Linked DNA regions of Mus musculus: region 1 is linked to region 2. The links are chromatin contacts, called in public Hi-C maps. All regions are on one chromosome and are shown on one strand. The core of a region is the stretch at or near the end of the contact, and the rest is flanking DNA. Distances in the headings are between cores, read along the strand shown.

Evidence for each region. A called contact is a pair of places that touch in the nucleus more often than the background predicts.
Region 1: a Hi-C map of Th1 cells shows a contact between it and region 2, with 3 times the contacts expected there. The contact joins the promoter of Lrrc25 here to the enhancer-like site in region 2. A contact is called at or near these places in 1 of 39 promoter capture datasets (liver), 2 of 484 Hi-C or Micro-C datasets (Th1 cells and embryonic stem cells), 6 of 115 datasets of contacts at active chromatin or transcription factors (bone marrow-derived macrophages, embryonic stem cells, memory CD8 T cells and 3 more) and 1 of 9 other capture datasets (pancreatic islet).

What each region holds. Positions count from the first base shown.
Region 1 is chr8:70,612,910-70,618,667 of GRCm38.p6, reverse strand. It overlaps Lrrc25 (leucine rich repeat containing 25), which reads right to left and starts at 1,824. Exons shown (of 3, transcript NM_153074.3): 1 at 1,642-1,824; 2 at 304-1,106. The coding sequence starts at 1,097.
Region 2 is chr8:69,997,452-70,002,915 of GRCm38.p6, reverse strand. No RefSeq gene overlaps it. Among named protein-coding and RNA genes, the nearest start is that of Gatad2a, 26 kb to the right of the region's middle. Within about 2 kb of position 1,490, at least 276 of the 459 cell types and tissues checked have an H3K27ac peak or open chromatin away from gene starts, as enhancers often do. A contact at or near this core is called in Th1 cells, bone marrow-derived macrophages, embryonic stem cells and 6 more, where this site is marked.

The sequences.
Region 1 (5,758 bases), core at 575-3,074, 620 kb before region 2:
GCCCTAGTTGACCTGGAGCCTGGCTTCCTCCAGAGGTATGAGCTGGGTTTACAGCTCACAACGTGGGGACTGGCCCCTTGGAAACTTTCCAAACTCTTACCCCAACCCCTAAAGGGGAGGGGAGGCCTGCAGCCCTCATCTGAACATATGAAGCCACTTGGCCACACAGCCTGCACAAGGCCCAGCTGACAGTCTCAGGCCAACTGCTGAGTAGCTGGTAATTCCGCTGACTCTGACGGGGCATGCCTCTGTCCTGCTAAAGCAGTCCTTGTTCACTGTGGGCAGGGATCTATGGTCACTCACCTGGCTGCAGACCATGAGCAGTCCTCGGCCGGCTGGCCAATAAAGACATTCTCATAATCCATTGTGAACCTGCTGGGTGGTGAGTCTGGGGCCTTGGGGCCAGGTCGCCGGCTGCTGTACCTTGGCAGGAAATCTGTCACTGGTTTGGGGATATCGTGTGGGGACATCTGGGCTTTGCTGAGGCTGTGCTCACTGGCTCTGCGGCGGCGGCGAAGAAGTCTCCAGGCCAGCACAGATCCACTGACAGCCACAGCCAGGGAGATAGTCCCAGCAACAAGGGCTCCAATGGTCCCCGGGCCCCAGCTGGGGGGACAGCTGACCTGAAGGAAGGTGGAGAGGTTCCTTGGAGCTTCGGTGGCTGGGTGTAGACACAGTAGCTGCTGCTGCCCGGAGCAGTTCTGGCGGAGAGCATACCAGGAGGCCAGCCCACAGCTGCAGTCTGCCTTGAGCTCCAGGTCACAGCGCAAGGCCAGGGACCTGTCCACACTGTCCAGCTGGTTGTGGGTGACAATCAGGGTCTGCAGCTTTTCCAGCTTGTCGAAGAAAGCCCCAGGGAGCACCTGCAGGCCATTCTTAGACAGGTCCAGGACTTGAGCATGGCTGGCCTGCAAGGGGCTCCTTGGCAGGGACAGGCCAAGGCCACTGAAATTGAGGCAGGTGCCATTAAATGTCTGAGTCCAGTCTACCCTGCTCGGGTGAACCATGCAGGTGAGATCTTGACTTCCTGACTTGTGAAGCAGGGCCAACAGCATCAGGAGACATAACCACAGCAACCTAGTTCTGATGCTTCCCATCCCAGCAACCTGTGTGGTAACACCTAAGTTAAACACTGGTTTGGTTTTGTTTTAAATACAGATTAATAATTCAAACCATGTAGTGGCTCGTGCCTTTAATCCCAGTACTCGTCTGGCAGAGGCAGGTGGATCTCTGCGAGTTCGAGGCTAGCCGGGTCTACTTAGTGAGACCCAATAAAACCCAAATAAAGCACCCCAACCAGTTAAGGCTTTTCTGACATGGAAGCCCATGGCCCCTGGCTGGCCACCTTTCTCTGGGTTTCCCTGGTTCCTGGGCCTCCAAATGCTGGTCTGTGAAATGGGTGCATCCTGCACCTGCCCACCACAAGACTAGACTATCCCACCCCCACACACACCTGCCCAGGCTTTGCATCTCTGCAGCACCTCTCACTGGCCAAGACACAACCACACAACCGTATGCAAACGAGTTGTTGTCCTGGAAACCTCCTAGCCCGATCCTGGCCATCTTTCCTGCAGACCCTGCTATTATTCTACATTGCCCAATCCGCGAGTGAGCTGGACGCGACGTTGCCTTGAGTCTCACCTCCTGGCCTTCGTGATGTCTCGTAAGCCTCAGGGTCCTAGGGTCTGGGTTGGGGTTCACAGCTCCTGGTGCTTTCCACCTGTTAATCCACGCCTGCGGGAAGACGGGAAGACGAGTAGGTGTAGGAGTGGAGGGGACAGCAGAGAGCCCTCTGCCAGCCTCAGGCTCTCACGAGAGGAGGAGGGGCCTTACTGTCCCACTTCTCTCTTGCTGTGACCTCACCCTGAGCTCCTTGGCCCGCAGCTTCCCCTCCACCCGCTTCCTGATCTTTGCTGGGCTCTGCAAATATTCACTCAATGAACAATCACTTAAAGTGCCTCAGCTCTGGGCAGGTACTCGGGGGACATCTGGTCCTGGAAAAGGTCAGAACTGGACAGTGATCAGAGGTCCGATCCCCACCCCCACGCCCCGCCCCAAATAGAGGCAGGACAGGAAAAAGGGACAGAATTCCACAAGGTATCTAAGAAGAGATAGCTAGCAACACATAGCTAGGAGTTGTCAAGGAGTCTTAAAACCTGTCCCTAGGGCTGCAGCGATGGCTTAGCGGTTAAGAGCATCGACTACTCTTCTGAAGGTCCTGTGTTCAAATCCCAGCAACCACATGGTGGCTCACAACCATCTGTAAGGAGATCTGATGTCCTCTTCTGGAATGTCTGAAGACATCTACAGTGTACTTACATATAATAAATAAATCTTTAAAAAACAAACAAACAAACAAACAAACAAAAACTGTCCTTACTTCTCCAAGCTCCTAACCCTCACAGGTGCTTCGTGGAAGTTTCTGCAGCAGGCTATTGGAAAGGGGCTGTAGGGACCAGCTAGGGGAGGGCACATAGCTGATAAGTGCCTGGCAGGCAGCAGGAGCTAAGACCCTGAGGCCCAAGGAGCAGCTGGGTAAGAGGAAGCTGAAGGGGGAACTAGAAGTGTGGGCCTCACTCTCACACTGGTGGAAATGGGTAATCCAGAGCCAGCAAGTCCCGGGGCCAGTGGAAACCAGGCTGGAGTATGCTCAGGGGAAGGGAGGAGGTTGGGGGTATGAAGACCGAATCTGTATTCCTGAGGCAGAGAGACATGCCAGGCTATCAGAAAGAACCCCACCCAGGGAGAGACTGTCCTAGAAGAGAAAGTGGCTAGGCTGTGTGAGGTCATAGGGTCGGGTGACCAGCTCTGTCCTTGACCCCCTTGGGGACGATACCTATGTAGAGGCTCCATGTGGCAAGGCTGACAGGGTCGTGGGATACAGGAACCCTAGCACTTGGGGGCCTGGCCTATGCTGGTAGCTGGGTTTGTGTGTGTTCCCTGACCCTGGTGAGGCCTTTGTTTTGTTTTGTTTTGTTTTGTTTTGTTTGTTTGTTTTTTGTTTTTTCAAGACAGGGTTTCTCTGTGTAGTCCTGGCTATCTTGGAACTCACTCTATAGACCAGGCTAGCCTTGAACTCAGAAACATGCCTGCCTCTGCCTCCCAAGTGCTGGGATTAAAGGCGTGCGCCACCACCGCCTGGCTTGGTGAGACCTTCTTGGGGCTGTAGATTGTGCTCAGCAATTGAGGGAGCTCAGACACAGCCCAGCTGTGAGCCTGGGGTTTGGGTCCCACACGAGCAGCCCAAGTGTCTGTGACATGACATCCCATGTGGATGACCCTGAGCAACAGCTGTCAGACCCGACGACGACATGAGCTTTAGCAGCTTCCACCCGCTCATGACACTGGGGCTCAGGGGCTCATTTTTAGGGTGTGGAATATTCTGGAAGCAGAGATGGCAGGTAGGACAGAGGACAGCTGACAAGAGACTATTCTCTCCCTCCTCCATGTGGTCAGAGGCTGACCTCAGACTGTCAGGCACAGTGGCAAGCGCCAGTCTACAAAAATCTTTGAATGAAAGCCACAGAAGCCAGAAGTGCCCTCAGCCACAACCATATATGCTCAAAGACACCTCAAAATATCCAATGATTCTTAGAGACACCCCTGAGACCCTCAAAGATATTGAGAGACCTCCAATGTCTCCAAAGTGCCAGTGACACACACACAAAACTCCCAAGATCCCTAGACAGCTCTCAGTACCAAAGTCCCCAATATATTACACCCCACAATTGAGCTCTGCTGTCCTAATGCTCCCGTGCTGAAACAGCCTGGGCCCCCCACTGTCCCAGTCTCTGAGGTCAACTCTACCTGCTGCTTGTCCCCCCACAAATGTCTGACACCCCAGAAATGCCTACTCCTGCCTACAGCCTTCCCTGCAGCCAGGCCCTAGGTCCTGCTATACTGACCCCTTCCTGGCTCCCATGAAGACTGTGCAATGGGCACTCCATTCTTATTAACAGGAAGGAGGAAGGCTGCGTGCCAGGCTGCTGACCAAGCAAAGACCAGGGGATGGGCTGTGTGACTGGGTACACTGAGAGTCATTGGTCAGATTAAGATTGACAAGTGAATTCGGTCAGCGGATGGGACCTCATAGAGGACTCGAAGGCTTCACAGAGAAGCACTCAGGAAACTAGGGACGTTAAACAGCAGGCTAGTCTTTTCAACAGAAGACACATATGGCTGTCTCCTACCCAGAATGTGGATGTGGTTAACAGCCTGGTGACTTGTGCTGTCTGCAGGGTCAGGCCAGTCCTTATTGTGGACATTTTGTCTCTTGGTCAACAGGACCCATCTTTATTGAAGTGTCCATATGCACTCTGTAAAGAGATTCAATGTAAACATGCCTTAAGTTTCTTTGGACACAGGGGATTAGGTTAATTATCAGCAGAATGGTTTTTTCCCCCCAAATTGTGCTTAAATATGGCTACAATAAACTGTCCTGTGTCAGACTCCAGCTGACAAGTTCTGTTAAAAGGGATTTCCCTCCTGCCTCACCAGGGTTGTTTCTCTGCTGGCCCTGGTGTTGGCAGAGACCCTCACAGAATTATAAATAATTATTGTAGATAAACAGGGCATGGTTGAAGGCAGGGTGGCTACCATGGTGCACCCCCACAGCATTGCATTTCTGTGTCAGAGTCTAGAGGATCCCTGTGCAGAGGGTTTTGGAGAACAGCCCTGAACTGCAGGAGCTTGGCCACACCCACCACCATGGACCCCGGAGAGCAGCTGCTTCTGTTTGGTTGCTGCCTCCTGTGCTTTCCCAGGCCAGCCTGAGCTACTCTAAAAGACTGGATCCTCAGAGAGGATCTGGGGCCAAGGCTCAGGGTGCAGGCCTTCCCTAGAACTCATGGGAGAGTAATAACATCACCTCCATTTCACAGACAGGGAAACTGAGGCCCAGGCTGCTTGAGTGGCTTCTGAAGGTGTCTATAACTAAACAGAGAGTCTGGCCATAGCCGTGAAGACACCTTGATGTACCACAGATGATGAGTTTTTTAGAGTGGTTCCATGCACACTTGAGGGCTGGCCTGGAACTTGGAGAGCCATCTGCAGATCGCAGAGCTGTTTCCAGGCGGGGGGAGTAGGCCTTTTGTTGTTATTTATATTTAGTAGCCCTGAGTCTTTTCAAAAAACTGTTGTGTGTGCGTGTGACACTTAAGAGTATATGTGACACTGTGTGAGTGTGACATTGTATGAGTGTCCCTGGAGACCAGAGGAGCCACTCCAATCCCCTGCCAGTGTGAGCCACAGGGGCAGGTACAGGAATGGAATCTGTGGCCTCTCAAGATCAGCAAGATCTTTTCATGACTGAGCCGTCTCTCTTAGCCTATGATAATGAGGCTCCAGACCTGCAGCATTACCATTCTTTACAAACTCTGCAATTCTAATCAATCTGCAGAATGTGCTATGTAGGGGTCCCACCCCCAAACTTAGTCAACAGGTGACAAGGGAATGGGGGGATGGACTCCAGGGCCTAGTGCATGCTGGGTAAGCAGTTTACCACCTATGTACCAAACCTGAGATTTTTCCCATTTAATGTCTGGAAAGAAATTTTTTTTTCCTTTTCTTTAAATATTGTTTCTCTGTGTAGCCCTGGCTATCCTGGAACTCGCTCCGTAGACCAGGCTGGCCTGGAACTCACAGAGTATGAACACTTACCAGTCTGGTATAAGATGGAGCAAAATCATCACTATTTGGCTAAAGGCAATGTAGTGGTAATAAAATCAGTCAATTGTTATTTAGTTTTGTTTCATGTGTA
Region 2 (5,464 bases), core at 241-2,740:
TCTGTCTCAGAAAAAAAAAAAAAGGAAAAATAAATAAATAAATAAATTTTAAATATTTAAAAATTTAAATCTTTTAAAAAAACTCAGCCAGCAGCTTTGTGTGGTGGCACAGGCCTGTGATCCCATAGGAGGCTGAGACAGACAGGAATATCAGGCAGCTTGAGCTATATATTAAGGCCCTGTCTACAAAATGCTTGGCTGAAAGGGCTCCTGGGCTTAGTCTGGCTTTGCTTCTGTATATTCTAGAAACTCATCTCAATAAAGGCACAGTGTGGTCCACCATAGCTTGTAGATGTCTGCTTGATTTTCTCTAGGGAAGCACAGGGGTGCGAACGACGGCCTGTTGGTGCCATTGCACCTGATCTTTTTCCCTCTAAAAACAATGATTTGCTTCCCTGGGGAAACCAGGACCAAGCCCACAGACCCTCAAAAGGATGCTGCTTTCAGTAGGTCAGTGATTCTAGAGATACACAACACACAAGCTGGGTCAACTCTAATGAATGAAGATGCCTGCAGGGATGCAGGGTGTGGTATTTAGCTCTGTGCAAAGCAACTCAGCCATTTAGAGACTCTTTAGTGACTCTGTATAGCTTTAACCTAACTCCCTTTTCTCTTTCCTTCCTCCCTTCTTGCCTCTTTCTTTTCTTCCCTCCTTCTGTCACCCTCCCTTTCCTTGTAGCCTAGGCTTTCCTGGAATTCCATATGTAGCTAAAGATAACCCTTAAATTCCTAATCCTCCAGCCAGGCGTGGTTGTGCACGCCCTTAATCCCAGCACTCTGGAGGCAGAGGCAGGCAGATTTCTGAGTTCGAGGCCAGCCTGGTCTACAAAGTGAGTTCCAGCTTGGGCTATACAGAGAAACCCTGTCTCGGAAAAAAAAAAAAAAACAAAAATAAAAACTTAATCCTTACGTGACATGCTGCTGTGACAGTGGTGGGTCAGTACACACAGTTCTCCCTTCGTTTCCTCTTTTTTTTTTCCTTTAAAAATAAAGATATATTTAATTTTTATTAACGTGTCTATCTGTGCACATGTGCCTTGCAGGTGACCTTAGAGGACAGAAGGGGGCGTTGGATCCCTTGGAGCTGCACACAGAGGCGACTGTGAGCTGCCATAAGTGGGTATTTGGGTCACACTCAAGAGCAGCAAGTGCCACTAAGCCGTCTTTCCAGAGCCCACTTCCCTTTTCTCTTCCCCTCCCCTTCCTCTGCAAGCCAGGCTATCCTCAGACTCACAGTGATCCTCTTCTGAAGTGCTGCGATTATTACCGCACCTGTTTTTTGTGTTGTTTCTCAAAAGAGGGTCTGTAGCTCAGACTAGCCTTCAATTTACGATCCTTCCTTCAGCAGTCTCCTTTATGCCGGGACAGACCTGGGCCCTCGACCCTGGAGGCTATAACCTTTTTGCTATCTGTCTGTGGCATTACTCAGCGGTCACTCTCAGTGCTGGTGGAACGCTTCCTCTGTGCGAGGGGACTTCTCAGGAGAGCAGCCACAGGTCTCTGGCTGGCAGAGGCCCCGCCTTCCTAACGCCTGTGGGGCTGCCTGGGCCAGCTCCCACTTCCCTATATGGGCGTGAATGTCACTCAGCCTGTTCGTCAAGTTGATTCCCCAGACCCAGGAAGGGCCACGCCTTGGTGAAGAGATGCAATCAGCTTCCACCAGGGAAAGGAAACTCATCCTTCAGTCACATGGCTCTTGCTTCAGTTTTTATTATAAAACTAGGCTGCCCTTGGCTCTGAGGTTCAGGAATTTCACTAGAGTATCTACCTGGAGTCTCTCTTCAAAGAGAGTTCACTTCAGACAAAGAAAAGGGTTAGGATTATTATTTTTTCCTTAGCCCAGGCTGTTCTTGAACTATGAAGATGAGGATGACCTTAGATTTCTGAGTGTCTTGCCTCTATTTCCTAAATTCTGAGCTGACAGGTGTGCACCATCACACCTAGTTTATGTGGGGCCGGGAATGCACACTGTGCACACTGGGCAATCACTATCAACTGAATTGCATTCCCTGTCTAGGTCTCAAAAGTTTTGATTATTTATTTGGATTATTTTACCAGTACAGTAGTAGTTTAGTTGTGTGTGTGTGTGTGGGGGGGGCATATATTGAGCTGGACACTAGCTAATGCACTGCTTATCAATTTTTAAAAAAGATTTATTATTATATGTAAGTACACTGTAGCTGGCTTCAGATGCACCAGAAGAGGGTCAGAACTCATTACGGATGGTTGTGAGCTACCATGTGGTTGCTGGAATTTGAACTCAGGACTTTCAGAAGAGCAGTCAGTGCTCTTAATCACTGAACCATTTCTCTAGGTCCCAGCACCAATTTTTGATTGCTAATGTGAGCATGCTCTCCATGAGACCATAGTGCTTTCTCACCTTTGAGCATGTTGCTGGATTGGAGATTTAAAGTTTTTTATGTGTATAAATGTATGTAAGCACACCACATGCACCAGATCTCCTGGAACTGGAGTTATAGAGGGTTGTGAGTCACCATGTGAGCGCTGGGAATGAAATCTGGTTCTCTGCAAGAGCAATACGTGTTATAATTGTTTTTGGATTTGAGATGTAAATAATACAAGTGTCAGTTAAGATGTAATACTACAGTTGAGCAGTTGATGTAGACCAATAACAGTAGCTGAGTGTACCTGCCTTTCTTTCTTCCTTCCTTTCTTTCCTTCTTTCTTTCTTTCTTTCTTTCTTTCTTTCTTTCTTTCTTTCTTTCTTTCTTTCTTTCTTTCTTCTTTCTTTCTTTCTTTCTTTCTTTCTTTCTTCCTTCCTACCTTCCTTTTTTTTTTTTTTTTTCTTTTTTCGAGACAGGGTTTCTCTTTGTAGCACTGGCTCTCCTGAAACTCACTCTATAGGCCAGGCTGGCATCGAACTCAGAAATCTGCCTGCCTTTGCCTCCTAAATGCTGGGATTAAAGGCGTGCGCCACCAAGGCCCAGCACTGCCTTTCTCTTCTGCATACAATGGGAAATTACATACTATGCTGACCTATAATCCCATCAATAATTGTTGATTCAACAATAAATTATGCTAGATGTAATGGAATACACCTACCAAGAGGACTATGTGTGCTAGGTCATCCTGAACTACATAGTAAGCTCTAAGCCAACCTGGGCTACACAGTAAAAACCCTTCTCAAGAAAAACAAGAAAAGTTATGTGTAAAGTACCAAGGGATCACTTAAATAGGTTGATTCTTGTGCTAGCAAAATATCCCAGTTAGTGACAGGAATTAAACTAGCTTTTGTTCCCTACTGTGGGCCAGTGCAAGGCACTTTAGTTCACATCTCTAGTGTAAGCCTTTGGGCAAATTTCTGGTTTTTCTATGCAACCCAGGATGGCCTAGAACTTGAGATGCTCCTGCCTCAGCCTCCCTTGTGGGTTCTGATGTCTTCCGCCATGAGGGTGATTATTGGCCTTCTTAAGAAGTGGCAGGTATGGGTTTGTTTCCAGTTCTGCCAGCCCTTTGGTTCAACATGAAGAGAATGTGGTAGCTCCTGAGCAGAGGGGCCAAGCGTGCAGGGAACATCTTCGTGTTTACCATGGCTCCCTTCCTTAGTCAGTGACGCTGTGTTTGTTGGCCTCATCATTTGGGACCAGTTTAAGATCAGTTAAGAAGTCATAGTCCCTCCAATCCCTGTTACTATCTGCACTTACTTTTCTTCCAAAACTTCAGCTTTCTTGTAAGCATAAGTCCATTCTTCTCATACAAGCTTCAAGGTTCACATGGAATCCTTGAGTTCTTTCTAGTCTCATCCTTTATTTTATTTGATGACTTTCTCCTTAATATTAGTATAGCAGTTTCTTTGTATTGCTTCAATTCTGCCTGGTGTAATAAATAGGCCTGTTTCTCTGTATTGCATTCTTCTTGGCTCCTAAGATCCCTTCAGTAACAACTTCCCTTTGGTGACCTGTGTGCCTGGCCATGCGTGTTGTCTTCAGTAACAGCAACCACAGCTTACCATTTGCACCCTCAGAGCTGAAGGTCTTTCTCGTCTGTGCCTTTTCATGACTTTGACTCACTAGGTTATTTGGTTACCTATTTAGACAAACCTGGGTCCTTTGGGGGCAGGGTTATAAACCAGGCAAGGACTTTGGAATGAATTAAGGGTCAAGCATGGTAGTGCACTCCTGCCATTTTGGCATAGGAAAGATGGCGTCAGAAAGAGGATTTTGATACCAGTCTGGGCAACAAGAGACTCTGCTGAAGAAAATAAGAGGGGGCTCCAGATGAAGTTCCACTAATAAGCTACAAGATTAGCACAAGCATTGCAGAAACTGGGTGTGATGGCACATACCTGTCATACTTGGGATGTCTATGCCTGAGGATCAGGAGTTCAAGGCCTTACTTGTAACTGGAGGACATTTAAGGCCACCTGGGCTACATGAGATCCTGCTTAAAAAGGGACAGAACTGGAAGGATGGCTCAGAGGTTAAGAGCACTTGGCTGCTTTTCTAGTCCAGGTTCGATTCCTAGACCCTACATAGCAGTTCATAATTGTCTGTGACTCCAGTTCCAGGGAATCTGATGCCTTCTTCTGGCATACAGTGGGGACACCGTACTTGGTTCAGACAAGCAAAGCAACCGTCACATAATATAAATACTTTTAAAATGGGGGAAGATAGTTGAAGCTCTTTTTGCTTTAACTTTTGCCAAATGATGTGTTAAATTTGGGATGACAGATTAGATTTTATCTGGAAGTGGTTGGGAAGCAGAAAGGGTTTTGGAAAGTTCCTATCTAGCAGAGAAATTATGGAGATGGAGAAACCAAGAGTTAATCAGGGAATAGTAGAATTCAAGGTCATCCTCAGCTACATAGTAGTAAGTCTGAAGCTAGTCTGGGTGGGATACAGGAGATATCAAAACACATCCTGCAGGCTTGGTGGGACATGCCTTCAGTTCCAGTACTTGAAAGGCAAAGGAAGGGTAAATCTTTTAAGTTTGAGAGTAACCTGCTTTACATAGATGTCTAGTACCCTGTCTCAAAAACAAAACAATGGGCTCAAAATGTAAAGGTTCTTGCCACAAAGCCTGAGACCCTGAGTTTGATCTCTGGGACCCACATAGAAAAGGAGGCCTAGGGCTGGAGAGATGGCTCAGCAGTTAAGAGCACCAACTGCTCTTCTGAAGGTCCTGAGTTCAAATCCCAGCAACCACATGGTGGCTCACAATCATCGGTAATGAGATCTGATGCCCTTTTCCTGTATGTCTGAAGACAGCTACAGTGTACTTAGATTATAATAATAAATAAATCTTTTTTGTTTTTGTTTTTTCGAGACAGGGTTTCTCTGTATAGCCCTGGCTGTTCTGGAACTCACTTTGTAGACCAGGCTAGCCTGGAACTCAGAAATCCTCCTGTCTCTGCCTCCGGAGTGCTGGGATTAAAAGCGTGCGCCACCATGCCCGGCATAAATCTTAAAAAAAAAAAAAAAAAAAAAAAGAAAGAAAGAAAGAA